Regions from separate parts of the Sus scrofa genome. Here region 2 is linked to region 1. A link is a contact called in public Hi-C data. All regions are on one chromosome and are shown on one strand. Each heading gives the region's core, a stretch centred on a gene start, on an enhancer-like site or on the middle of the called end of the contact. The rest is flanking DNA. Distances are from core to core; before and after follow the strand shown. Region 1 has its middle 260 kb from the start of TSHZ1. Region 2 overlaps ZNF407 (zinc finger protein 407).

The links. Hi-C and Micro-C count contacts between places; a contact is called where the count stands out from the background.
Region 2: a Hi-C map of liver shows a contact between it and region 1, with 4 times the contacts expected there. The contact joins two enhancer-like sites. A contact is called at or near these places in 1 of 5 promoter capture datasets (liver), 20 of 47 Hi-C or Micro-C datasets (alveolar macrophages, brain, embryonic fibroblasts and 12 more) and 1 of 2 datasets of contacts at active chromatin or transcription factors (skeletal muscle).

Annotation. Positions count from the first base shown.
Region 1 is chr1:148,723,031-148,727,345 of Sscrofa11.1, reverse strand. No RefSeq gene overlaps it. Among named protein-coding and RNA genes, the nearest start is that of TSHZ1, 260 kb to the left of the region's middle. Within about 2 kb of position 1,790, at least 5 of the 83 cell types and tissues checked have an H3K27ac peak or open chromatin away from gene starts, as enhancers often do. A contact at or near this core is called in liver, where this site is marked.
Region 2 is chr1:149,460,044-149,464,358 of Sscrofa11.1, reverse strand. The region is part of intron 3 of ZNF407 (zinc finger protein 407); the gene reads left to right. Among named protein-coding and RNA genes, the nearest start is that of ZNF407, 55 kb to the left of the region's middle. Within about 2 kb of position 2,483, at least 15 of the 83 cell types and tissues checked have an H3K27ac peak or open chromatin away from gene starts, as enhancers often do. A contact at or near this core is called in liver, where this site is marked.

The DNA.
Region 1 (4,315 bases), core at 541-3,040:
ACCCCCTCCCACTCTCCCATGGATCAGAAACACAGAACATCCAGTTGGACCAGAAGTTCTGAGGTTGTTGCTTTGTTTATAGTTTATAAAAACAAGCAATGCCACCAAAACACTTTCAATCATGTGCACTCTGCTCCGCCAGCACCATGTCCACCTTCACAGCAGAAAAGAATATTCCCAAATGTCTAAGTGGGGGATTCTTCCATGGTGGGAGGGTTGGTTACCCTCTACTTGGAGGGCTGGTCTAGGAGCCTGTCACCCTGTAAATGAGAACCGAGAGTTGGATCAGCAAAGAGTAGAACCAGATATGCAGATGGTTATTTTAACACATTTAAAAAACCCGTTAGACATGTGCACACTGAGGTATATGTAATGACTGGTCCATATGACGGGGTCCTGCTATACTGCACAAGGAACTCTCCCCAGTATTCTGTGATAATCTGTGTGGGAAAAGAATCTGGAAAAGAACAAATGTGTGCACATGCATAACTGAATCACTTTGTTGTACAGCAGAAATGATCATAACCTTGTAAATCAACCATGCTTCAATTAAACTTTAAAAAAATGAAAAGAAAAAACCCATCATGTGATTTTCTGAGAATCGTTGACAATGTACTTAGTAAAATGATAAAGGAGGAGAAATGAATGACTCAATGACTCAGGTGAGATTGACTTACTCTTTTTGTTTGTTTTTGCTTTTTAGGGCTGCACACACAGCATATGGAGGTTCCCAGGCTAGGGGTCGAATTGGAACTGCAGCTGCTTGCCTACACCACAACCACAGCAACGCAGGATCCGAGCCGCATCTGCGACCTATACTACAGTTCACAGCAATACCAGGTCCTCAACCCACTGAGCGAGACCAGGGATCGAACCCACAACCTCATGGTTCCTAGTCAGATTTTTTTCTGCTGCGCCATGACGGGAACTCTGGCTTATGTTTTAATATTAATAATAATCTGCATTATGTCTGGTGAGTAAAATTATCAGTATAGATGCTCCTCACTGGATGGTCCTCGGGGCCTTTGTGAAGGACATGTAGCAACAGCAGTGGCCCCACAGGTTCATGGAACTCCTAGTATCAGGCTCAGCCATGCTAACACCTGAATGCTGTTTCATTTAACCTCCTGTGGAGCTTGGCTTGACTATCAGATCAGGAAACAACTGTCAAAGGCTTAAAGACGCTGTGAATGGGGTCATTCGGGCATGTCACTCTTCAGTTTACATCCTAGGATGGAGTCCTAATGGCTTCGAATAAAATATAACTATGTGAACAAGTTATAAGCAATTTATATCTATGATGGTGTCATATTCCATATGTCCATGATAATGAAAAATCTGATCTACTCTTTTAAATCTTCCTACCTTATACTTCTATGTTTATTCCTCACTATATTCCTTGATGGTTACTTTTTTTAAAATTATAAAGCTGATCAAATCCGTAACCGGCTCCATTATCCTCCAGTTCTCCCACTTTACTGTGATGATAAGGATTTGGTGTGACTGTGCAAGGACTCACGCTGCCACAAACCCAGCCGCTGATGTTTCACTCTTACGACTCAGCTTCTTTCACTTTAAGAATTTTGCTCAGTCAAGTTCTTACATGATCCTCCAGCCATGAAAGTCAGCCAGCTCTGTAATGCCATCTTACAGATCCCGTTCAAATTTTATTGGTCACAATTTGTTTCTCTGAATTTGTATGCCTTTCAGATCTTCAAAGTTAGTGAAGCTTGCAGCCAGGAGGCATCTGTTTATAAAGCAGAGTGGGTGGTTTTTGGAAGACTTGCCCTGTGAGAACATGGGCCGAGGAGACACAGGCAAGTTCTCACTGAACTCACATTTCCTATTGAGAAGGGGGTCCTTAATACTTTTAGCCCTTTACCAATAGGAAAAATTAACGCCCCTTAACATTTAGCCTGCCCCAATACTTTGATCTTTGCCCTGACCTCAGCTTCCAATTACCGTGGGTTTATTTGTTCCTCATGTCATGAGCTGTGTGCTTCTGACACATTTCTGCCCTGGCCAGAAAACACACCACTCTTCCTGGTTGTTGCTTTAAGGTTTATTTGTTCCTCATGTCATGAGCTGTGTGCTTCTGACACATTTCTGCCCTGGCCAGAAAACACACCACTCTTCCTGGTTGTTGCTTTAAACCACAAGAAGACAGAGTTGTGTAGTCACACTCAGCCATGGTGTGGTGACCTAAGCCTCTGAGCCCAATCTGTGTGGGAAAAATGTTTCTCGTGTCCAGGAAACAACTACTGTGCGTTCCCTTGGTCACATCGCTACATGCCCTTGGACATCCTAGTTTGGATCTACAAGTCAGAAAGAGACTTCTTTCTGTGCCCCACCTCTGCCCCTACTTGATCTACCTTCACAGTGCTTCCAAACATAGATTAAACAAGCGAACATAACAAACCTAAAAAACAAAGGGCAAACAAACACAAAAAAAAAAAAACCAGAAAAAAACCCCACAAGAATTAATTTTATTTTCCGGAAAAGATTCCCTTTGAATTGATACATTTTATATTTCCAACAAATTTGTGAAGGTAATTCACAAATAAACAAACACATTGCTCTTCCTAGGTTTTAGGAAAAAATCATAGCTAGCTGAAGTACTGATTGAAAACTGTAAAATGACCTCAAGATATACTATACAACATCTGATATGTTTCAACCATTTTGACAAGGTGGTTGCATGGGTACCTCATGTTTGTGTTTGGAGAACTTTCTCATTTACCTTTTCTTCCTGCTGGTCCCCCTGAATCATGAGTAGGAGTACGTAGTGGCTGGCCATATGCATCCTTGGTTTATCTGGATTGGAAGACACACACCTGTGGCATATGGAGGTTCCCAGGCTAGGGGTCTAATCGGAGCTATAGCTGCCAGCCTACACCACAGCCACAGCAATGCAGGATCTGAGCCGTGTCTGTGACCTACACCACAGCTCACAGCAATGCCAGATACTTAACTCACTGAGGGAGGTCAGGAATCGAACCTGTAACCTCATGGTTCCAAGTCAGATTCGTTTCCGCTGCGCCATGACGGGAACTCCAGAAAGTGCACTCCTTAAAGCAAGATGAGCCAGTGTTGGTCAACCAGCATCTTTTGGGTCTGATGAATAGGCTAATCATGGGTCCACAGACCATGTTTTGACTGGGAGCCCTGTCATTCTGAGAATTTTATAAGAAGTAAAGAGATGTATACTTACCTTGAGGATGTATCTCCTTTCTTTAAAAAAACAAACAGGCCATTGAAAGAACCTCTCTCAAAGGCTACTTCTCATTCACTTCATGTTCTCTCATAGTTTCATTAGGGTGGAGGTAAGGGGTATGTTACTACAGCATCATGGGTAGGGATGCTACAGGACTTCAGAGTATCTTTCACACCATATTTATTACTGGTTATGTAAATAATCAATACTGCAGAAGTCAAGGACTGATGCAAAAGATTGCTCCTATAGCTTCTGTTGCCCTCATGTCCATACGTGGCCCTGCCTGTCTTCCCTTCATCAGGTGAATCCTATTTTCTCTAGCTGCTCTCTCCTCTACTGTTTTCCTTCTCCTCCTTCAAGGTCAACAAAAGCATTTCTGCCAAAACTTTTTCTTCTAATTTTGATTTGATAAAGTCAAATACCTTTTACCACTTCACTTGTGACGTTCTTCTTAGACCCTTTGCCTTTTGTATGCTTGCAGTTTGGGTGTCCATACTGACCCTTCTTACACCACTACTGTCTAATCATTCTACACTGCACCAGCATGTGCAGGGGTCGAGGCACAGAGTCAAGCTCAAGTTATCTCAGGTGGTTGGGGCTCACCTCAAGGACTCAAAGGGACAGAGTGGCCACGTAATATATTGTCCAAGTCAGGGCTCTTTGAGAATGAAGAGGGCTACTGTTAGGAACCCATTGGGAGAAAAATGTGCTGGGACTGTCCTGGCCACAGAGACAGGTCATTCTTTCCTCTTTCATCCTTCTCTTCTTCTTCCATTTGCTCCTCCACCATCTCCTTTTATTCTTGCCCTGCTACTTCCTATTCACAGAGGAAGTATATATGTCATCTATCTATCTATCTGATCATCTATCTCTCTTCCAGATCACCAGTCAATAAGTTTCTTCACAAATTTTTAGTATTAGACCAATCCAATGCTGGGCTCACTTGCTAAACTTCTGGGTAATTTTACAATAAAAAAGAATAGGTCTTAGGTTGTTTAGGACCTGGATGAGACTGACTGTGGAGACAGAAACGCAAAATACCAGTGGCTTAAATAACTTAGAGAGGTGCTCCCCTTTCCCATAAAGGTCTAAGCTAGTTCC
Region 2 (4,315 bases), core at 1,234-3,733, 740 kb before region 1:
TAAAGAACATCTTTTTAAAATGATTGAAAAGTGGTATTTTCACTTTTCCTTTTTGAGCAATGTGTAGTAATGCCATTATTTTCTTTTGTCACAAATTATTTACTTTTTAAAATTCAGTATTATATGAGGAGTACTAGTAATTACTAAGTTATGTAAAAAGGATACTATTATAAGAGTCCTTATAAATTCCATAAGTTATGGCTTTCCTAAATCCAGTCATTTTGTTTTTAAATTTATTTTAGCTTCTAAATTGAAGCACTTGAGTCATTTATCACTTGTGTTGTCTAATTACTGGCTTTCATTATATATTATTTCAAATATATATGTATGTATTTTAAAAAATAAGGGCTTTTTCATTAATCTGGATCTATACTAAATATCTTACACAGATACATAATTTAGTTAAGCAAAAATAATATAACTATAAGCTTTCTATTTGGAAAAATATGTATTAGTTTATAAAGTACTTAAAATTTGCATTACAAGTAGACATGTATCTGTCCACTAGGCTGTAGAAATAGCTTGTAAGCATAGCACCGAGGTGATAAGTATCATTATTGACTTTTCACCCTCATCCATAAATATAACTGCGATATCTGAGTAAATGAGTCTGAATTTATTGTGTATGTGGGGGTTTTGAATGCAACCCAAATGTGAAAACGATGAGACTTTTCTCGCTCCACCTCAAGACTACTGTATAATTTGTCTACCTTCTCTCACTGAATATTTGTTTTTCTTTGAGGTGTGTGTGTGTGTGTGTGTACATATATATCAATGTGATTTTATGTCCTCCAGGTATTGGTTGAACCAAGCGGTTCAAGGTTTAGCCTTTTCTTTTAATTTTACACGTGGAAATGAGGGTTTTATGTGATATTGAGACTGCAATTTTAGATCATTTTTTAAAAATCCACTGCCAGTTTATATGGCTGGCTACAACTGTTAAATCTATTATTGATAACATTTTCCTCAGCCATACAGATTATAAAAATAATGCCAATGTTCTAGGAGAGTTTTTTTTCCCACATTTAGATTTTATGTATAAATTTTACATTCTTCCCTTAGGACAAATGAATTATGTTTGCATTTTTTTTTTACTGATGCTTACGTATATATTTATCATTGTGATAGAAGTTGATTAAGAAATGGACCATAATCAAAACTAATTAAAAGAAATTTCATTCACACATTTTGTTAAGGGATAGTTGGAATATTCAGACAAAGCTTTGTGATTCAAAGGGACTTACAAGTCACAGGTTACTTTACATAAGAATAACTGATTTTTCTAAGACATTTAAATTTTATATAAATAAGAGGGATTTTTTTGTATGCAATTCATTTTTTACGGATGGGTAAAAACCTTAAAAGACAAAGGATATTTGACCCCACCCTGGGACCATGTAATGTAAGTTTACAAAAGGATCAAGGAACACAGATTTTAATAATGCAAACAGTATTAGTCCTGTCCCCTCTGGCGTTTTGAACCAGGACACACTGATTGTATACTTTGATTCCTAAACCGTGGAGATGTATCAGATGCCCTGGGGAGCACCTGGCCAAGCTAAGAACATTTCAGTGATTACAGGGTAGTGCCTAGAGGGCAATTAAGGGACAGGGCAAGAGATAGACAGTAATGAGTCCCGGTAGCACCTTAATGAACCTCCGAAAGGGAAGCAGAGTTAGGTAGACCCGTGGCTCAGAGGGAGAGGTTGTTGAGTAATGTGGAGATTATTTACCAAGACTATTATTTTTGTATCTTGATATTTATATAATCAGAGGCAAATTTTTAAATCCTCTTAATGTATTTAACATACCCTTTTAGATTGTGAATAATTTGAATTTTATTAATACAAGCTGTTGTTTTCACGTATTGCTTTTTACTGTGCTGAAGTTTGACTTAAATGATACACTTGTTTTGAATGTACTATTTTAATACATAATTTTCCTCACAATTGAGTTTGTAGGTGTGTTTTTCCTTTTCCGATTATATAGTAATTTTAGTCAGGTGTTGGAACTAGCTTTTTTTGTTTATCTGTGTAAACTTCCTGTTTGCTTATTCATTTTATTTTCTTAGTTGTTAATACTGCAGGGGAAAGCCTACTTTTGTTCATCTCGGTCAAACCTGTGAAAGCTGTAAAATTGAGAATAATCTCTTGAAATATATCTTTTTTTGCTGTAATTACATTAAAAAGGATTATAACAGATTTTTATATAGTGTTTGTGATTCATACAAGAGCATTGGATGATTTAAAATCCAGTTTATTTCCCTACTTCACCGCTGATTTTCTGACTCATATTTGTTGCTTAAAAGCACATTAATAGCATAATACAGATATATTTCTGTGTGCTTTCCTATTCGTCCACTTGCATTATTGTGGACAAAAAAAAAAAAAAAAAAAAAGGCAGTGAAAAGGAAAGCTGCTCTGAGCATGAGGTTTGATGTGGTAAACCTAGTTACTCATTAACCATGGTCTCCTGCAGCCTGATGCCCTCAGCAGGTATTAACGTATGGGCTCTCCTACCTCGTTGATCTTGCTGTGGGATATGCCCAAATGTACACCACGAGCTGAGAGACAACTGCTGGCTCCAAAGTGTTCACCTTCAGAGCACTTGGTTCTTGGCTTCCTGTTGATGGCATTGTCTGAATCACACACACCACCGCAGCAGTCCTTCCCTTGTTCTACAAATACTGTGCAGACTGCTGGGAGAGCCTGCAATGCTGTTTCTTGCTTTACCACTAGGGGGAGTCAAGGAGTGTCCCTGCAATTCCTCCCTCACTTCCCCCCTCCTCCCCCATCTCAGTCTGGGTCTCCTCCTCATCTCCCTTCCTTTCCCTTCTTTTCTTCTCTTTCCTTTCCCCTTCTTCCCTCCTATTCCTTTCTTTTTCTTCCTCTTCTTTGTGTAGTTACTGTAACCTTATCTCCCACTGCAATGGAATATCACTGCAATATGAACAGCAATTTTGTCTTTATATTTTCTTGAGTTCTTTAGTAAATGTCATATATTTTTCCTCACTGCTATTCACATACCTAGAGGATGGCAAGATTTTACAGTTTTAATGAGTAAAAGAACTCTTAGAAAAGTGTTACTACCTAAATGAATATTGAATTAAGTTTAAAATAAATAAAGCAAAACTTTGATGTATAAAATATCTAATATGATTGTATTAGAAATGGTGTATGTAAAAGCAATCATACAATAATTATTTAGAAACTGTTTTAACCTATTTTTGCTTTAATTAGAATGATTCTGAGATTATGAATATTTCTGTTTGTCTTCCTAATTCAGATTCATTTAGGATTGAATCTGACTTGGGTTTATGTTACATGATAACTTGCTTAGAATGTTCTCATTAAAACATTTATTCAACTATGATAGTCACTAAGCTTGATCTAAATATCCATAAATAAACATTTTAGCTTTATCTAAAAAGTAACCTAATGTGAATTTTAGTAGGAATTTAAGACTGTGTATATATATGCTTTAAATTGTGTAGTTAAAATATATTATACATATAATATGTTTCAGGTTTTTATATATCCATCTGGGGAAATTTGAGCACATGTTAATATTTTTCTCCCCAAATTTGCATTCTTTGGGTATTTAAAGATCACAGATTTTTTGAAATAGCTGGAGAACTTAATACTCATAAGTTTTGGGCCTTTTTTCTGATATCATAATAATTTTTGTATTTCTTAAAGATTAGATTTCAGTGATTTATTTTATCCTTGAAAATTCTTTTGTGTTTTAGAAAATAAACCTCTTTCATTGTTTGTCGAAAATGCTTAACATATGTAGAGTTGCTTAAGTACCATGTAGGATGTTATTACAGGATAAATTCATGTAAAAATGTATGTTTATGAAATTGAAAAAATTGTGCAATAAAAATATACGTTTGTCTTTTACTTAATTTTGAAATTGGTAACATTAGTTTTACTTAGCTAAAATTCATGGCTATGTTTGTATTTGTCAGAATATTTATTGTATGAAGTTTATATAATTGAATGGTAAAACCATCTTAATATTATCTTTAAAATGGTTACAGAGCTATGGTTGATGGTTTTGTTTGAGAAACAAATAGATAAAACATTTGTGAATCTTTTAATGATGATATTTCTTGATGGCTTTCATAAGAAAGCACATAATTTGTGATGACTGCAATAAAGAAACACGCAGCAAAACTTTCTGAGTTAGCGGCAAAGTAAATGGGGCAGGTTTTGCATTTTGAACAGAAATGTTATGAACTGTGATTGAATTTGTCGTGAAAGTGTGTCAGTATTAATAAAAGTATTTAGGGACAAGTTTGCTGGGCTTTGTA